Regions from separate parts of the Mus musculus genome. Here region 1 is linked to region 2. Evidence: chromatin contacts called from public HiChIP or PLAC-seq data. All regions are on one chromosome and are shown on one strand. The core of a region is the stretch at or near the end of the contact, and the rest is flanking DNA. Distances in the headings are between cores, read along the strand shown. Region 1 overlaps Atp10a (ATPase, class V, type 10A). Region 2 has its middle 30 kb from the start of Atp10a.

The links. HiChIP or PLAC-seq counts read pairs in DNA pulled down with a chosen protein or histone mark.
Region 1: a contact with region 2 is called in a CTCF HiChIP or PLAC-seq map of the NIH/3T3 cell line, with 14 read pairs. The contact joins two enhancer-like sites. A contact is called at or near these places in 1 of 15 datasets of contacts at CTCF or cohesin (the NIH/3T3 cell line), 4 of 484 Hi-C or Micro-C datasets (the HL-1 cell line, embryonic fibroblasts, peritoneal macrophages and 1 more) and 5 of 115 datasets of contacts at active chromatin or transcription factors (the 230-238 cell line, CD8 T cells, embryonic stem cells and 2 more).

What each region holds. Positions count from the first base shown.
Region 1 is chr7:58,733,892-58,739,527 of GRCm38.p6, reverse strand. The region is part of intron 1 of Atp10a (ATPase, class V, type 10A); the gene reads right to left. Among named protein-coding and RNA genes, the nearest start is that of Gm39019, 5.7 kb to the right of the region's middle. Within about 2 kb of position 2,522, at least 33 of the 459 cell types and tissues checked have an H3K27ac peak or open chromatin away from gene starts, as enhancers often do.
Region 2 is chr7:58,625,412-58,630,504 of GRCm38.p6, reverse strand. No RefSeq gene overlaps it. Among named protein-coding and RNA genes, the nearest start is that of Atp10a, 30 kb to the left of the region's middle. Within about 2 kb of position 3,559, at least 107 of the 459 cell types and tissues checked have an H3K27ac peak or open chromatin away from gene starts, as enhancers often do.

The sequences.
Region 1 (5,636 bases), core at 1,273-3,772, 110 kb before region 2:
TACCAAAGACTGGGGGACCAAGGAGCTGAAGGGGTCTGCAACCCTATAAGTGGAACAACAATATGAACTAATCAGTATCCCCCAGAGCTCATGTCTCTAGCTGCATATGTGGCAGAAGATGGACTAGTCAGCCATCATTGGGAAGAGAGGCCCCTTGGTCTTGCAAACTTTATATGCCCCAGTACAGGGGGATGCCAGGGCCAAGAAGTGGGAGTGGGTGGGTAGGGGAGCAGGGTGGGGGGAGGGTATAGGGGACTTTTGGGATAGCATTTGAAATGTAAATGAAGAAAATATTTAATAAAGAAAAGACTGGGGGAGGACAAAAATATTTCTTCATTGATATAGTTGCTACCTGGTGATGGCAAAGTTATGAAAATAGTGATGATGGTTGCCCTGCACAGCTTCATTAATGCTACCAATGTATACATTTAAAATGGTCACAATGGCAGATTTTTGTCATATGCCATTTTTCTTTATTTCAAAATGTAACTTAACTGTACTGGCAATCTTTATGTTATGTTTATTTACAAGAACTAAAAAGAACATCATTTAAAAAACTTTAAACTAGAATTATATTGCACCTGTTTAACAAGACATTGGGTTGTCTTAGAGCTCTTGCGGGGGGGGGGGGGGGGGAGTGATCTCTGAGCAAAGCCACAATTCAGGATCTGGTCTGCAAAAATGGACATGAGGCCAGGTCCATTCTCCCCACTGAATCAAGAAGAAACCCATGACACCAACTACAGTTACCAACCTCTGTAGCCTTCAGAATGTGCTCACTATGTCATCCATATGACCACTGGGAAAAGCAAACTTCTAATCCAACACAAATGTCACTTTTAACTGTTTCTTGGATGTTTTGTATACAGTGTAAGGAGCTGGCTGTGAATATATCCAACTGTCTTAAATTCCACACTGGATTTGAGGAAATCCCCACGAACTTCAAGGGCTACAGGTGCCGCCTTCGGATTCTTGTGTTTCCCTTCCCTGTCTCTCTCCTCTCATCTGTCTCAGTCTGGGTCACGGTCTCTTGATACAGAGGCTTTGTTGCCCAAGCTGGCCTCAAACTTCTGGACTCAAATGACCCTACCGCAGAAACTAAAGTAGCTGGAACTGCAGGTACACACCACCACTCCTGGCTCTTCCTCCATTTTACACCTCTATTTTCTTATGTTTTACTACTTCAAGATCCACCAAACCAATGATGCACAAAGTGCAGCAATGGCCATTATAAAGTAAGATTTAAATGTAGCTTCTATCCTCGAATATAAACACAAAGAGAGACACAATCACTAGAGAGCATCCTGTGGGCTGTACCAATCAAGCCCATGTAGTTGATCATACACCCCATACAACAATACATGCTTCCATTTATGTCCAGTGTAATGATATATAGACTTACTATGTTTAGCCTAGGGAACTGTATGGCCCACTAATCACACTAAGATTCCCTGTGCCCGTCCCCACCCTACCCAGAAATGGGTAGCTATGAGACAGCACATAGAAGTGACACTCCATCACCCATCACTCCATCCTTTTTTGGTAAGAGAATTAATTGATCAGTGTCCCACCTTTTAGTCCCTTACAATGGGCATTAAATTTCCTTGTAATTTTTTGTGGGGTCTGTCTAATTACAGCCCAGACCTACCCAATGGGAAGAGGTGGACAAGAAAACTTTCTAAATGCAGAAGCCTTGTGTCTTAGTCAGGGTTTCTATTCCTGCACAAACATCATGACCAAGAAGCAAGTTGGGGAGGAAAGGGTTTATTCGGCTTACACTTCCATGCTACTGTTCATCACCAAAGGAAGTCAGGACTGGAACTCAAACAGGTCAGGGAGCAGGAGCTGATACAGAAGCCACGGAGGGATGTTCTTTACTGGCTTGCCTCTCCTGGCTTGCTCAGCCTGCTTTCTTATAGAACCAAGACTACCAGCCCAGAGATGGTCCCACCCACAAGGGGCCTTTCCCCCTTGATCACTAATTGAGAAAATGCCTTACAGTTGGATCTCATGGAGGCATTTCCTCAACTGAAGCTCCTTTCTCTGCGATAACTCCAGCTGTGTCAAGTTGACACAAAACTAGCCAGTACACCTTGGAACCTCCTATATGAGGACAGCTGGCAAGACTCGGAGCAGACAATACAGCTAATCCCTGCTGGCCATAGAAAGTGTGATGAGATCATGTTTGTATGGTGTTTAGCGGCTTATATGTGTGACTTTTATTACACAGCCATAAAACCAACACATGTCATCTCTAACTCCTACACCAAGGCTAGGGCCCTCCAGCCCTTCCTCTCTGCTCCCTTTTCCTCTTATTCCATTTTCTCCTTTCTTCTTTTCCCCTCTTCTCTCTCCCAGGCAGCTCCATAGTCTATATATACCAAGCAGTAAACAAGAAATATGCCCATCACATAGGTTTACAATGTCCACTCCTGAGAAAGAATTATGTCATGAAAGGAAGTGTGGTTCACCAGAGGGTGAAATGACACATAAACAAAGGGACTTGACAGTGTACAGCTGTGAAGCATGAGCTGGGATGTGGTCACACATCATAAATCATAGTCACTCCAGAGGAATGACAACCAGCTCTTCTGTTAGCCAGGCACACCAAGATTCAACTAACTGAAAACTGTCAACCCAAGGAAAGTTCAGAGAGCAATTACAAGAGAGAATATGTGTGTGTGTTTCTTGACATTCATCAACTACTGATGGCTGGAGATATCCTAGACCCTAGAGCAGTGCTTTTCAACCATCTTAATGCTGGATCTCTTTAATATAGTTTCTCATGTTATACTGACCCCCCCCCAAGCAAAATTGTTTTTGTTGCTACTTCATAACTATTATTTTGCTAATGTTATGAAGAATAATGGAAACATGTTTTCTGATAGTCTTAAATGATGACTTCTGTTAAAGGGTCCTTATACTTCTCCCTCAATGGGGTTGAGACCCACAGGTTGAGAACCACTGCCCTAGAGGCTAACTTTCTGCCTCTTTTCTAAACCAATTAACTTTCTAACTGTTCTAAATACTTACTGTTAAACCTACAGATAAGGGTAGCTTTAATTCCTCACCAAAGAAGCTTCTTTTTACAACAAATGGTGACCATTACAGAGAACAAATGGAGACCATTACAGAATGCATAACTCATCAGACTGCACAGAATAAGTGACTGTGGTATGTTCAGCCAGCCGCACCTGATATATTTACAATGTACTCTTTACATATAAGGCTCAAGACATATTGGAAAGGAGGTGGAAATATTGTAAACCAGAAGACTAAGATACGGGCAGCAAAACAGTGTTACCTAGACATGACAAGGAAGTTGGCACCCATAACATCTTAAAAACATGGATGCTTAAATAAGACATGCATCATGACAACACCAGTGGGTGTACTGATGAAGATGGGAGAAATCCCACAAGAGCTGCAAGCAATCAGTGACAGCTGAAAGAGAATTTCAACTTTCTCCAATGGTGAGCTCCCTGATAGGTTATCATCCAATCCGAAGTAATCATCCCTTAACACATGTACACAGGAACAACACTAAATAGACTCAGTGGTTTGTTGCTTTTGTTGTGTGTGTGTGTGTGTGTGTGTGTGTGTGTGCGCGCATGCACGCACATACATGTAACAATAATGAAGAAGAGGTCATGAATTTGAGGAGGTCACAGGAGGAGTGGGTGGAAGAGAAGCAGGAGTGGAAAATAAATAAAAGTAGTACTCATGTATAAAATTCTTAAAAAAATAGATAAGTATAGTAATAAAAATAAGGAACAGAAGAAAATTGGAATAGAATGTTGTATGCTTAAAAAAGCCAGGCCTAAGGTTAAAAGCATAAGCAAGTCCTTTCAAGCAAGGTGAATATCCTGTTACCCTCAGAATGGGGTAGAAATGTTGCCTGGTCAGTCTGCCATCAATCATCTGTATCCCTGTGACATCACCTTTCAGTCTCTGTTTGCACAGCTAGAAAGTGAAGGTGTAAACAGAAATGAGGGAATGTGTGGTTTCTGTAGTTTGCTTCCAGAGAAAAGTTGTTAACCCTTTATAATCCAGCACATGTTGCCTTCTGTTGTCATCTGAACTTTATTTGTCTATCATAGATACTCCAGGGCTGAAGGAATCTGCTCTAAGAATTAGAATGACCAATTTCACTTAAAGGAAAAAATAAAACACGCTCTCCCAATTCATTATTCTGATCATTGGTTTAAGCTTGGCTAAAACTACTTTATTTATAGAAATCATGTTTCTAAGACTATTAAAAGTAATGTAAAATTTAAAGTAATTGCTCTATCCAGCTAAAAGCACTTTTACTTAGGCCAGGAAATTGATATTACTCCTTTGTGGTACATATATACACACACACACACACACACACACACACACACAATGATTTCCACTTAGTACATAATTCTCCTGGCTCTCCAGTGTCTCCATAGTGAGAGGGGTCTCTACTGTGCATTTACTTATCTCTCTAAAGTAGAGATGATCTATTTCTAGTATGAAGCATGGAGGAAACCCTAAGAAAAACAGAGATAGTTCATCTCCATTGTCAATAGAAATGAATTTTGAATCACCCAGGAGACACACCTCTGGGAGTGTCAATCGAGGCATTTCTAGAGATGTTTAACTGATGTAGGAAGACCCTCCTTGGGTGTCGCTGGCACCATTTGTGGACTGTAGTGACAGACAAAATAAATGGAAAAATTCAGAAAGCAGGACCAGTAACCTGGTCTCTGTACTTCCTGACTGTGGATGCAATATGACCAGCTGCCTCATGCCTCTGCTACCATAACAGACTATACTCTCAAATGGTTAGTCAAAATCCACTCTTTCTTCCTTCCATTGCTCTTAACAGGTGTGTATTAGAGAAAGGAGAGAAGTAACTAGTACAGAAAATAAAAGTCTACTCTTCTACTTCAATGAATTGCTCTCATGAGGATTTACATTAGGCTATTTGCCCTCAGAAGTAAGGGAATAAAAGGTTTGTTTTGTTTTGTTTGTTAGGTGAAATCAGAATCTGATGTTTCTTACAACTAGTGGCCTATTGCTGTTCCATGTACATGAAAAGTCATTGTAATTGTTCGAACTGTCATTATCCCTGTGTCCAGCATGGTCTCTGAATTTATAAATGTAATAGTTTCATCTCTCTGAGTTTTTCTATGCTACACAGGAAGAGGTAAGAATAAAAAGCACACTCACTTCGGACTTGGTAGTCAGTCCCTCTGTCCCTCTTCATAACATTGGTACTGTTTGTTATCAGCACAAAGTGCCATGAGCTTTTGCATGCTTCTCCATGCTTCTGAGAATGCCCATAAACATTGCTTGGGACTACAAACACCCATGCATGTCTCTTCTGAGATCCTTAGAAGGATGCGGGGGGGGGGGGGGGAGGTAGGGGGGGAGGGAGAGACAGGCAGAGGTGAGCCTTGATCACAGGATTAGGGAGCGTTGAGAGAACAGACAGCAGCAGACTAGAACTATGAAAGACCAAAAGCAGATTCACAGTGAGGCCTAGATTGTAGGTATCTGGGAAGCACTATAGCATCAAAATGAAGCCAAATGGGTGAGGGATATGCCCACATTTGGAAGGCGAGCATAGGATTCCATGGTGCCTACCCATGTCCTGGGGGCACTGA
Region 2 (5,093 bases), core at 2,310-4,809:
TAATGAAACCCTACTTATCAGTTGTTAGCTTTATTTCCTTCACTACCACGGTCTTATTCAATATAAAGTGCTCATATTGTCAAGAAGATCTCTTCTTTTTCTCTAGAAGTTTCAGGAAGTTTCTGTGGAGATACTTGATCCAATTAGGGCTGAGTTTTGGGCAGGTTGAGATATAAAGATCTAGTTTCATTTTTCTAAAAATGAAACCCAGGTTTCCTAGAATCATTTCCTGTAATGTTTATTTTCAACATCTTAGTCAAATATCAGGTAGATTGTAGCAGGATGGACTTATGGCCTCTATCATGTTCCATTGATTTATGTGTCAGTTTTTGTGCCACAAAACTTTTATTAGTCTTTCTGTAGCACCATTTGAGATCAAGTATAATAATATCTCCCACAGTATTCATTTTGTTAAGGATAGCTTTGTCAATCTTTGGACTTTTTCACCTTTATACATGTTTTGGGATGATGCTTTTCTATGCTAGTGAACAATGGCCCTAAGATTTTGATTGGGATTTCACTGAATTCTTCGATTAATTCTTCTGATCCATGACTATGGAGGTCTTTCAATCCTCCAGTGTCTTTCTCCAGTGTCTTAAAGTTTTCATTGTAGAGATCTTTCATTTTCATGGGTAAGTCTCTTCACAGGCATTTCATGTCTTTGTCTGGTTACTGTGGATTGACTGTTTCCTTAATTCCAGTACTGACTTTTGTGTGTTTGTTTTGTTCTCTGCATTTTGCTGAAAGTATTTATCATCCTTAAGGATTTTCTGTTGGAATCCTTATTGTCTTTTCTAGATAGACTTTATAACCTGGCGACACTCTATAAATAGGACACTTTTTAAATAGGGACACCATTTCAACTTCCTTTTCTATATGTATATAGGCCTTTTATTTGCTTCTCTTGTCACATCGCTCAGGCTAAGACTTCATGCACTTTATTGGATATCAGTAGACAGAGTGGGCATCTTGTTCTTTATTTTTTTAAAAGATGTATTTATTTATTATGTATACAGTGTTCTGCCTGCATGTATGCCTGCAGGCCAGAAGAGGGCACCAGATCTCATTATAGATGATCACGAGCCACCATGTTGCTGGGAATTGAACTCAGGACCTCTGGAAGAGCAGCTAGTGCTCCTAACCTCTGAGCCATCTCTCCAGCCCTCTTGTTCTTTATTTTGTTGACAGTGTTTTGAGTTTGTCTTCTATCATGATATTAGCTATATGTTTGTCTTATATAACCCTTATTATGTAGAAGCATGTTTCCTCTGTCCCTGGTGTCTCCACAACTTTTGTCATGAAGGAATGTGAAATTTTTCTCAAAGTCTTCCTGTGTATCTATTTAGATAATGGTGTGATTTATGTTTTTGCATCCATTTATGTGATAAATTAAATATACTTAACCATTCCTGCATTTTTCTTGGTCTTGATGAATGGTCTCTTTGATGTGATCTTGAGCTAGGTTTGCATTTTATTGAAACTTTTTGTATCTGTGTTCATCTGGCAGAGCAGTCTGTAATTTTCTTTATTTGCTGTGTCTTTATCTGGTTTTAGTACCAGAGTAATACTGAATTCATGAATGGAGTTTAAAAGTCTTCCTCTTTTTTCCATTTTGTGGAATTTTTTGAATAATACTGGTGTTAGTGCTTCATTGAAATGCTAATAAAATTCTGCAGTGGATCCACCTGGTCCTGGGCTTTTATTGTTGGGAGACTTTTTAACTACTGTTTTAAGCTTGTTGCTGGTTATGAATATGTTTAATATTTTTGGTTACTCTAGGTTTAATTTTCTCATGTTACATTCATCTGGAGAAATTCATTGATCTCTTCTAGATTTTCCAAGTTAGATGGAGTATAAGAGTTTGAGGTTTAGAGGATAGGGTATGAAGAAGACCTGAGGCTTGATCCCTTGAAGCAGCCAACCGCTAGGAAATTTGGATCAATGAAAAAGACAGGAAAGTGGTCAATAAGGAGGCCTGCTGCCCAAGTTCTACAGAATTGAGTGTGGCAAGTGCTGCCCTTGGGTAGAAAGAAAGCAGGTCTTATCATGTTGCCCGAGTCTGTTTGTATATCTTTAATGTATACAAGTACAGACAGAGTCAGATAGTGCCAGTTTTATTTTTGAGTAGACAGAAAATTCCTGCAGCATGCGGGAAGTGCTGCGGCATTTTGCTTCTCTTGAGCTCAGGAAGGAAACGAAGCTTTAGGAAGTAGAAAATGAGACCTGGAGACATGGTCAGTGGTAGATTAGTTGGCTGCCAATGAAAGGCTCTGAGTTTGATTCCTAGGACTGGGGTGTGGTCAGGGAGTGTGTGGAAGCACAATCTGAAGTGTTTGTTATTCTGATGGACTATGAGCCATGGATGTCTTTGTAGGAACTGGTGATACAACTACATGCTATTTTTAGGTAACTTAACCTTCAATATATTAATAACACCTTTCAGTTTCTCTAATATTATTTATCAGTGCAAACTATTGTTTTTAACAAATACATTTTAGAGTAGTTTTATATTTGTAGTGAAATTGAAAGAAAGGTGCAATATCCCTATGTACCCTTTGCCCCTGTGTGCATTGCCCTACCTCAATCAGAGTATAGGTAATCATAGGTAATCACTTGCTTTTGCCTTATTATCACTTAAAATCTCTGTGCTTAGGTTTCACTCTTGGTGCGCACTCCATGGATTTGAACTAATGTATGATGGGAAGTACTTATCCTTACAATATTTAATTGTCTTTCTCTGCTGACACTTCTCTGATCCTCCAATTCACCCTTCCTTCCCATTAACCCACAGCAACCATTGAGCTTTCCTCTCCCTCCTTTCCCTCTCTCCCTCCTTGTCCTGCTTCCTTCTTTCTCTCTCACCTTTTCATCTTTTTCTAACATTAGGAATTCAGTCCAGGATCTCACATGGTGCTGGACAAATGCCCTATGACTAAGTCACATCCCAGCTCCTGATTTTTTTCTTGTCTCCACGGATTTATGTTTTCAAGAATGCTACATTCCTAATTCTTTTTTTTTTATTCACTGACATACATTTGCATTTCTCTCATACCTTCTCATATCTCATTGCTTTTTAGAACTGAATAATATTTCATTCTATCAATGTACCACAGTTTATATACCCACTCACATGAATAGTTGTGAATGCATGCTTTCATTAAAATTTTTTGGATGGGAGGTTATGATTACTTTCCAGTGCTGGGGGATGGAGCTATGTTTGAGATGAATGAAGAAACTGAACAGCTCTTGGAATTACTCAACTTCCCCACGTGGTGCTAGCTATTAGCCCAGAGCAGCGAGAAACAAACAAACAAACAAAGAAACAAACAAACAAACGACCTTGGGCTTTTGCAATTCTGAAAAGAGAGATAATCAGAACACAGGCATTTCTCTGCAGTTGCTTCAGGCTGCCAGGGACTGCAGCAGTTCTGGTGGATGCAGCCAACTCAAGTCTGAAGGGCAGCCAGAGTCAGACATTTGAAAAGTGGGAAAGCATTGCGATGGTAACAAAATATTTCTCTGTAAAGGGGCCAGGCAGAAGTCTTACCGCAATGACTTTTAGACTTAGAAACCCTCAGAGCTTTCTCAATAGAGGGCTGTCCCACGCTGGTGAGAGGCTCAGGCCACTCTTCAGATCTTTGTGTCAATGAATAAGAACATAACTTTCTCTGAGGGTGATCTCCCTGGGGAGAGATTATATGCAGTACTTATGATTTCATTACAACAGTTTTAAAATAAATACAGTCAGGAGAATAACAACCACTCCCAGATTCCCTTAGGCTCTTACCGTTTCAGGGTGCCCATGGTACGCTCCACCGGTTTCCTGTAAGTTTACGTGTGAGTTATTTTTGGTCTTTTGCTGCAGTGAATAAACACCCCACCTACATATTTTCATATTTTTACAAGTAGATCTGTAAGCTAGGTTCTTGGAAGTATGATTTTAGGACCGTGAGTAAACAGTGTGATTTTGCTTGGTATTGTCCAGTTGTTCTCTGTCACAGTGCCGCCAGCATCTGTTCCTTTGGCTCAGTGTGGCTTTTCATCAATAGTTTTTATGTTTGTCATCCTAGCAGATGTGAAATGCTGTCTCAGTAGTGCATTGGCTTGTGTTTTTTCTATTTATGTGAGGTGAATTACCTTTTCCTAAGATTAAAATTATGTGTATTTTTTTCCTGTAAGGTGATATATACTCAAAAATCAGTTTTCTATTGTTAGTCTTTTCTTTTAGTGGTTCTAATTTTCAAAATTTGAGTCAAACTTAGACTACTTTCATTCAAACTTAAGATATTTTCTTTTGCTGGAAGATAAAGAGATTTAGTTCAGTCTTCTATGTTTAAACTTCCGTTATAATCATATTATACAGCTCTCTGTATCAGCCAGTTTTATCTCTGTAGATCCAATCAACCCTCTCCACTGCTCCTTAACCCTTCTATCCTGGCAATGTTCTCATTTTACTTTCCTGGTCTCTGTAGTAATTAGGGGCAGTGTACTACATAGTTACTTTAGGCTGTGTGCTTGCATCTGACGATTTGGATCTGGGAGCCTTGAATACAAGAGAACATGCTGTGTTTGCTTCTCTGGGCTGGGTTACCTCACTCAATGTGATCTTTTTTGTTCTACTCATTTACCTGCAAAGTTCATGATTTCACTTTTGTTTACACCTAAATATCCCATAGTGCTTATATACTACATTTCAGGTGTGTGTGTGTGTGTGTGTGTGTGTGTGTGTGTGTGTGTGTAGCCCTAGCTATCTTGAAACTCACTCCATTAACCAGGTAGCCTTGAAATCAGAGATCCATCTACCTCTACCTCCTAAATACTGGGATTAAAGGTTTATGCCACCACACCCAGCTCAGGCACAATAAATTGTTGGCTTTAATTCTTAGCAAGCAGAGTCCTACTCAGAAAGTCCTTTCTTAAACCTATACCACCTATCTATGCTTTCTTTTAACAATTTCAGCTTTAGGTTTCATGTATAGGTCTTTGATCCATTTGGAGTTAGTTGGGCAATACATACAGGTCTAGTTTCATTCTTCTGCATGTGAGCATCCACTTTTTCCAGAACCATTTGTTGAAGATTCTTTCTTTTCCTC